Linked DNA regions of Mus musculus: region 1 is linked to region 2. Evidence: chromatin contacts called from public HiChIP or PLAC-seq data. All regions are on one chromosome and are shown on one strand. Each heading gives the region's core, a stretch centred on a gene start, on an enhancer-like site or on the middle of the called end of the contact. The rest is flanking DNA. Distances are from core to core; before and after follow the strand shown.

The links. HiChIP or PLAC-seq counts read pairs in DNA pulled down with a chosen protein or histone mark.
Region 1: an H3K4me3 HiChIP or PLAC-seq map of bone marrow-derived macrophages shows a contact between it and region 2, with 2.2 times the contacts expected there. The contact joins the enhancer-like site here to the promoter of Als2cl in region 2. A contact is called at or near these places in 2 of 39 promoter capture datasets (cranial neural crest and liver), 1 of 484 Hi-C or Micro-C datasets (liver), 4 of 115 datasets of contacts at active chromatin or transcription factors (bone marrow-derived macrophages, embryonic stem cells, kidney and 1 more) and 2 of 9 other capture datasets (adipose tissue and liver).

What each region holds. Positions count from the first base shown.
Region 1 is chr9:110,675,805-110,680,277 of GRCm38.p6, reverse strand. The region is part of intron 1 of Ccdc12 (coiled-coil domain containing 12); the gene reads right to left. Among named protein-coding and RNA genes, the nearest start is that of Gm35715, 2.8 kb to the right of the region's middle. Within about 2 kb of position 1,842, at least 15 of the 459 cell types and tissues checked have an H3K27ac peak or open chromatin away from gene starts, as enhancers often do. A contact at or near this core is called in bone marrow-derived macrophages, where this site is marked.
Region 2 is chr9:110,878,337-110,882,477 of GRCm38.p6, reverse strand. Als2cl (ALS2 C-terminal like) reads right to left here and starts at 2,304. Exons shown (of 27, transcript NM_001146059.1): 1 at 2,249-2,304. It overlaps Tmie (transmembrane inner ear), which reads left to right and starts at 2,405. Exons shown (of 6, transcript NM_146260.3): 1 at 2,405-3,208.

The DNA.
Region 1 (4,473 bases), core at 593-3,092, 200 kb after region 2:
CCATTCCATCCTAGGATGCCGAGGCTGAGCCAGGAGGGAGTCCATCTCCCCAGTTCTCACCATCCTGGGATCTGCAAATGATAAGCAAGAGCCCAGAACCTCATGGCCCTGCAGAAGACACCCTTCCACTTCCCACACACAACACACATCCAAGCCAGCTCTGCTTATTTGCACCATTTCTGGGTCCTTCCAAAAGTGCCTTGTCCACTTCCACTCTTGTCAGGCAACACAGGCACCCGACAAGATGCACCTATGTCAACAGCACCTATGACCTGGGCTCAATCAACTGCTGAGGCAGGGTGCATGGAAGGATACATGCAGCAAAGCTATAGCCCATTTGCATGAGTTGTCCCTTGACCTCCACATGCCTGAAGTGATGGCACAAGTCCCCTTCTAAATAATAAACTAGTTTGTTTGTTGGTTTGTTTGTTTGTTTTTGCTTAAACAGGATGTAAATCAGTTGACAGAGTGCTTCTAGCAAGAAAGTAGCCTTATGTTTGATACCAAATACCATATAAACCAGGCCAGAGTGGTACATGTCTGAAATCTCAGAATCAGGGAGGCAGAGCAGGGGCACCAAGAGTTCAAGGTCATTCTCAGCTACAAGAGACCCTGTCTCAAGACAAAACAGAGAAACACAAACAAACAAACAAACAAACAAACAAGAAGCAGGGCATGAGGAGCTCAGGAGGTAAAGGGAACTTGCCACACAGATCTCCTGCCCTGAGCTCAATCCCTAGATCCCAGGAGGAGGGAACTGACCTTTCCAGACAGGGTCTCTCCGTGTAGCCCTGGCTGTTCTGGAGCTCACTCTGTAGACCAGGCTGGTCTTGATCTCAGAGATCTGCCTGTAGTGGCTCTTATTATTTTGTTGCTACACCCCCTTGTTGTCTTTAAATATCTACTAGGGGTTTCTACTCCACTTCACACTATCATTATTCCCAGATAAAAGACACTGAGACCTTTAGATTTATAATAAGCTTTAAAGCACTAGAGCTGGGCAGACATCAGCCCTCTATTTTGTCTACTTGCCTGTGCCATCCCCGAGATATCACTTGCTGTGTTCACCTGAGCCTCTCCTACTCCATCAGGCCAGCCCTCCGTGGCCATGAGCTAAGATCCACCTGCCCAGTGGCCACCTCCTTCCTCTCCTCCTTGTGGTCCCTGCCGGAGACACCAAGCCTGGGATCCTTTGCTCCACCCCCTCTCTTCTGCCCAGCCCATGATGTAAGCATCTTTATTAACCAATCTGGGATAACCCGGGGACAAGGTTTACACAGCATCCTTTGGTGGACCTGGTGATCTCCTTGTTGGGGGCAACCAGACCTTGGGGCCCAGTATTTAGCATTTGAATATGTAGCACCACCAACACCCCACCCCCACCCCCGGAGTTCTGGGATTAAAGGCATGTGTTATCACTGCTGGGGGTGAGAATTGACTTTCTTAAAATAGGTTGATTCTCTAACCTTACACATGAGCAGTGCCATCCCCATCAGCCAATGCCATAGCTAGGACACAGGGCTCCTGGCGGTGTCCGGCTTCTTCCATGTCTAATACCAACTAAAATCTCACCGTCATTCTCTATGGACCACTGACAAAGCTCCAGTAGCCCACACCTGCGTAAGACTGTGGCAATGCCATTGTCTGACTTCATGAGCCCCCACAAAGTTCAAACTGCTTAATATCACCAACAGGATTAGAGTTGGAACCGAACCCCCAAGACCAAGTTCTTAGCAAAGAGGAGATCTATTTGCCCCAGAGGGACAAAGGGCAGGGAGCAAGAGACAAAGACAGGAGACAGAGGACAAGGGAGAAGGAGAATGGAGTATTGTTCCAGAGGGACAAAGGACTGCCTCTGGATAAAGAGAACCTGTGGCCCACAGGCAATGGTGCTTTATGAAGGGAAACCTGTGCTAGGATGAGCAGCTTTCATTTTGATGGGCCAGGTTAACTAGGGTAGCAAAGATGGGGCTTTGACTGCTGGGCTTCAACACTTTAATAGCTGGACCTTGGTGGTCAGCTTCAGGGGAGAAAGTGGCCAAATAAGGAAATAGATCTTAGTGGCTAGCTTTAGGAATGTAATCTAACAGTTCAGAAAAGAGGAAGGAATGGGGAAAGGGAAGGGCAAGGATGCCCAGCTCTTTGCCCAGCTGGGCTGGCTAGAAGCCTTCAATCACTTTGGCCTGTGGGCGTTTAAATAACCACTGGATTTGTCCAAAAGGCAAGTCTGCTCTTCTTGAAGAAAAATCTCAGCCCAGGCAACTCACGAAACCCATGTGCCCAAGCCCTGTCATCTAGCAAGGGTGACAGCAACTGAGGTGAACTTGCTGCGGCAGGGAGCTGGGGGCAGTTGAGGGAACAGTAAGTGTATAATCACCAGACGGCATCAAAGCCACAGGGGCCTGGGACGGTGGGAACCAGAGAGGATGAAGCCCGCAGCCACCTGGAGCCAGTGGGCATGGCAAGGACCGCTAGGGTCACAGGAAGGAACAGATATGATGACACTGAATCCTATATCCAGGCAGAGGGAACAGGGCACCTTCCAAAGGCACAGGTGCAGCGGGAAGGCCATGCTGGACAGGATGCAGAGGTCAGCTGAAGAGGAAAGACAGCCGTGTATCAACCATGTAAATGACGGCGTTTATGAAGAACATTTAACAAGAGCCAGGAAGGAAAGGACAAAGGCCACTGCTGAAGTCACTTAAGTAACAAGCTCAGTGTGGGTCAGGAGAGCCCCTCAGGAGAGCAGACAGAGGGCTCTCAGAGTCTGTCTGTCTGGACCCTTTTAGCTGCTGGCATATCCCCTCATGCTGCACTTGTGGACACACGAGGAGGCTCTCTAGATCCTGTTTTTCTTTTCTTTTCTTTTCTTTTCTTTTCTTTTCTTTTTTCTTTTCTTTTCTTTTCTTTTTTTCGAGACAGGGTTTATCTGTGTAGCCCTGGCTGTCCTGGAACTCACTCTGTAGACCAGGTTGGCCTCGAACTCAAAAATCCACCTGCCTCTGCCTCCCAAGTGCTGGGATTAAAGGTGTGTGCCACCACCGCCCGGCTAGACCCTGTTCTTATCTGGGATCCGTATCATCCCACACAAACAACCTGGTTCAGGACAGCTGAGGCACCTACTTGGTACCTCATAACTCACAGCAGAGAAATGCTGGGTCAGCCTGCTGACCGATGTTTCCCAACTGCATCACACTTTGAAAATCTCAAACGGCCACAGCAACAAGAGAATTACAACCACGGCCCATTCTTAGACCAAGTCAAACTACAACTACCAACCTGTGGCACTGCAAAGGCCTCAAACGTTGTCTAGCTCAAGAGGAACTGGACCGCAGCAGGAGGGCCTGTGATATACAGCACCTACCAAATCAGGAACTCCCCAGCAAGACCTAGGAGCCAGCATGACTAATGGCCTGCCTGCTCTCAGGACCTAACTCTGCACACTAGCTGAGAAGCCCAAGTCAGAGCTCAAGAAGCTGAACTAGAAGAGGAAGTGGCCAACCGTCTAAAGGCTACTGCGGTCACCACAGTGGGCTCTGGACACAGAGCACGCAGGACAAGAAGAGAGAGAGAAACCACGCGAGTGATGTAATGTCTAAAGGGCTACAGTAGGTTCAGATAAAGTACTCAGCAAGAGAAGGGCAGAAACCAGGTTAGACTTGAGGTCTCACTTCCATCTACCTCACCGTCACTGGCAGCAGGGAGTGGCCCACTGCACAGGAGGAGCCTAACACGGCCACACCCACTCTCTGTGCAGACTTTGCAGTAGGAAAAGTGTCCCGGCTGCTGGCCCTATATACCACCTAGGACTGAGAACTGGGAATGATACCCTGCGTGGGGGGGGGGGGGGGGATCGAACACTTCTCTGGTGGCAGCAAAATGGATTGAAGATGGATTCCAAGAGTTGGAAATGGTGGCCAAGTGTCTGTAATACACTTGGGAAGACAGAGGCAAGGAGGATCAGGAAGTCAGGGTCATCCTTAGTGGTAAGAGTTGGAGGCTAGCCTGGGCTGCCAAAGGCACTGGGGTTACAGACAGACGTCCACAGCGCTCTCATTTTAGACACTTCTGGAGCTGGAAAGATGGCTCAGTGGTTAGAGTTCACACTGCTTCCAAAGGACCTGAATTTGGTTCTCAGCACGCGTATCAGCCTGTAACTCCAGTTCTGGGGGAACTGATGCCCTTTTTGGCTTTGGAGGGCAACTGCATGCACATGTACATACCCACACACAGCAACATGGGAATACACATAACTGAAAAATAAAACTGAAGCAGAAGAAGGCAGATCACTGTGACTTTAAGTTCAAGGCCAGCCTGGTCTACTAGTGAGCTCCAGACTACATAGCAAGCAAGTCTACATAGCAGCCCCATCTCCCCTTTTAAAGATAAAGTCTCACTGTATAGCCCTAGTTAGCCTGGACTCACTCTGTAGACCAGGCTAATCTTAAACTCACAGAGCTCTGCCTGCCTCTG
Region 2 (4,141 bases), core at 1,055-3,554:
AGCTGGGCTGTCTGTGGCCCTGCTCAGGCAAAGCCTCCCAAAGCCAGCCCTCACTGTCTTCACTTGGCAAGGATGTTCATCTGCCCAAGTGGCCTGACCCGGAGGGACGCCTCGGGGTGGGGTTAAAGCGTTTTCACTCTGCCTTGTCCTGACACTCTGAAAACGTTTGAAATGAGCAGACTGGGGTGAGTCAGATGTCATCGGGGTGGCCAATGATGGGCAGGTAGGCAGGCACCCCAAATGTCATGAGAGCATCACAGGTCCCTGGCAGAACCTAGGGCTCAGGAGAACTGGCTGCAGAACAGAGCAGGGCGGGGACCTCAGAACTCTGGCCCAGACATTCCTGCCCCACCTTTCCTGCTGCAGTTTGGCTGCATGGGGAGGAGGAGAGACAGGAAAAGGAAGCCGCTAGACACCCAACAGGAGCCATCTTTGCTGGCAGTAAACATAGTGCCTCCCCCCAAACACAGACAAGCAGAGGGTGAGGAGGACAGACTCGGGATCCTCTGGTTCGGCATCTGGTTTCCACTGGCCATGAGAGCCCAGCTGAGGGACTGAGGTGGGCCAAGTGACCTGGGCCTCCCTGACCCTCAACCATGTTTCCAGACATTGATAGACTGGAACGTCTATCCCTATAACCTTGAACTACCCTGGTACCCTGCCCACATTTAGCCGGCTGTCCACAAGAGATCCATCTCAGCCTGATATGTCATAGCTTACCCATCCCTGGTCCTCTCTGAAAAGGAGATCTAACTAGACCAGGACATTTCAGACTCCTGTGGTTGCCCCTCAAAAGAATAAACTGTAGAGAGACGCTTCTCTTGGCATGGATAGACTGGACCTGGGTAGATACGACAGACCCAGATTAGCAGCCACTAACTCTATAGTAGTACCTTTTAGGTCTGTGGTCCCAGAAGGATTTCCACCCCCAGGAAATCACATCACCAGAGGAAAGGGCAGACATTAAACATGGATGGTAAAGGTGGCCCAGGAAGGCTACATCTGGAGTCTGATATAGAAGTCTCCCAGCTAGGAGCTAGAAGCGGTGTCGTGAGTAAAAGGCCAGACACGAGTGTTTGAGAGTATGAGCCAGCAAGAATATTCTCTCTAGCCCTGGGCCCAGCACCCATCCCATAGCCCTCTGGTCAACAACACGGCTTCCTCATACTCTCCCTCCTGCCAACTCTGGGGTCCTGAGTGGCAGGCTGTGCAAACGGTGAATTTGAGGCATGGAAAGTCCAGGAGGGTGTAGAGATACTATCTGTAGATCAGGTGCAGAGCTCAGACCCAGGCCCCTCACTCCCAGCCCTAACAGGCTCACGAGAACTAAGTGGCTCAGAGGTGCTGGGTGACTCACTGAGGTACACCCAGCATTCCTAGTAGGGCCCAGCCTCCCTTCTCACCCCGGGTAGACTTGGTTCAAAAGCTGCAGGGTGAGGCCAAAAAAGTTAAGCTGGGTGCACAGGTGACTCAGCTATTGTCCTTGTGGCCATCTAAACAGTAGCTAGACCTTTCCCTTGCATTCTTGGCCTCTGTCCACACCAGATCGCTCCCAAGCAGGGTCACTGGGGCCTTCCCTGCCCTCACCCAGTTCTGGCCCCTCAGGCCCCTTAAGCCGCACCCTAGCATGGCACTCACTCTGGTATTTCCTGATCTGGAGTGGCATGGACCTTATTTCTGCTTTTCCTGGACTATGCTAGAGGCCCATTAATCAACCTACATGCCCGGTGGGCAGTGGAGAAAGTGCTCCAGGCAAGTGCACAAAACTGTCACACGGGCCCTCCAGTCTTCAGCCCCTTCTCTGCCTCTCTTGCCCTACATGCCTCCCAGTCTCCGCATTAGCTTTTCCCGACTGCATTAGTCAGTTCCAAACTACTCTGCTCCAACATTCGGACATCCGTCTAGGCTCCTCCCAGGCAGGCAACACCACCTTTTCGGCTTCTCTGTCAGCCCTTCCGCCCTGACCAGCCAGGTCACCTGCTCCTGGCAGCCTCTCTCCCTCTGGGTGATAAACTCGCACCTGGGTTCTGGCCTGGACGCAGGGCACGGTGCTCGCGCTCCGCACTGCTGCTAGGGGTTGGACCCCGCGCTGCGTTTAAACCGGAGCCGGGCGGCCACGGGACCGGGAGGAGGAAGCTGAGACCGAAGATGGAGGGCTCGTGACCATGGCAGCGGGAGGAGGAGAGAGCCCCCACCCGCAGCTGAGCTCGTGGGGCAGCGGACCCCGCCCACCGACGCGCGCTCTTACCTGCGCTTTGCGCCGCGGTGCCCCGAGTGGCCGCGCAGCTCCGCGCCGGGCCGCCCTTCCTCTCCGCGCCCCGCCCCGAGGTGTTGTTCGCGCGGGGGCGTCTCCGAGGAGGCGGGGCTCGGCCTCGGAATGTCCCCAAGCCAACAACTCTCTCCCAGAGCCTCTCCCGCCAGACTGCGAAAGCTCCCCTTCGGTCGGTCCGCGAGCTCCCCAGGATCGCACCCTGGCTGTCTTTCGCCTTTTACCTCCCTCTCCAGATCCGAGGACGGCAGGCAGTGCCTGGGGCCACCCCGATTTCCTTACCCACCAACTCTGCCCAGGCTGTAGCTCTGAAATCTTGCCGACCCCCTTTGGGTCACTGGGCACCCCCCCCCCCTCACCCTCACACACCCGCGAAGGAGCCCTGGGTAGATTCGGGAAACTTGTTGCTTAGAGCAGTTGGCCATGATGATCCGAAGACCCTGAACTGGGCATGCTTTGGTAGCAGCTACTGCTGTGTGTAACCTTGAAGGAGGCCCCCTGCATTCATTCCGGGTACAGCCTGAAGCTGGCCAGTTTCCTGTGCCAAAGCCTTCGACCTTGGAAAGAGCAGCGCAGTTCCAAACCAAAGTCTTGGAAGGAGGAGGGACCATGGTTCAAACCTGTAACAAAGAGGCCTGCTGTCCAGCTGCCGGGCTCCCTTTTGGCCAGCAAGCAAGTCACCCCTCCACCTGCAGTGGCACCCGGCCTCTAGGAGCTGCTGACTAGCCTGGCTGAGTTGCTTCTAAGCCTTCCAAGCCTGAGTACAGAGAGAAGCCTGGGGAGGAGACAGCTGTGAAAGAGCAAGGATAGTCCACCTGCCCCCTACCCAAGTTTTGGACAGCCTCCATGCATTCTGCCAGAGAGAAAAGAGACTTCTAAGAGTTTCTCAGAAGGGGCCTGCCAACTTCAGCATCCCTGGCTCCCTTGGGGTGCTTTCTGGTGAGCATTTAAGTTCTGCCAATCTGCCCTACAGTGGCAGGCTCCAAGTTTGTTGCCCAAGAACCCTACCGCGGTTGCTGCTCTTGTTCACTTCCCTGCTCCAATCTTGGTCTCTCCATCGTCAAGAACCCTCCCGAGCCTCTTCTTCCCTCTCCACTCGGCCAAAACATCTCCTTCCTTCCAGCCTTTTCTTTCTTTCTTGTAAATACTTTTTTAAAAGATAAATGTATTACAGGTTCTTTTTTTTTTTTTTCATGTATGATGTGTATGTATATCCATGCAGGAGTGTGTGAGTGTGTGAGTGTGTGTGTGTGTGTGTGTGTGTGTGATGTTTGGCTGTGTCTCCTCTGGTGCTTTTTTTTTTTTTTGAGACAGCCTCTCATAGGCCTTCACCTAACCACATAGACTAGACTGAGTGCCCAGTGAGTACCTGACTGTCCCTGCCTCCCTGTAATGGGATTACAATTGTCTGCCACCACACCTTGCTTTTTCACATGGGTTTTGGGGATCATGCCTACATGCAAGTACTGAACTGAGGTGACACCTCAACCCCAGCTTTGCTGCTTTCAATACTCTCCTGTGTACCCCGCTCCCACCTCCCCTACCCCCGAGGATGCACCATCCCCCAGATACCTACTTCTCTAACCCCTGCCCTCTGCCTGCCTGGGAGGAAGAAAGGGGCATCCCAGCTTCCTTCATGAGATGCGACGACTTTCTCATCCACTCAGCCTTCTCACATGCATCCCCACTCCTTGTTCTGTTATCTGCCTCGAGGCAAGGCCTACCTGGTATCTCTTCCAGTTAGTCCTTGACAGAGGGCCGGATTCTGCCCCACTCCCCCGGTAGTACCCAAAGTTTGAGATCTACTGAATCCCCTGCCCTTCCCCACCTCATCACAGGGCTCCTGTTTCAGCTCCTCACAGATTTGCACAT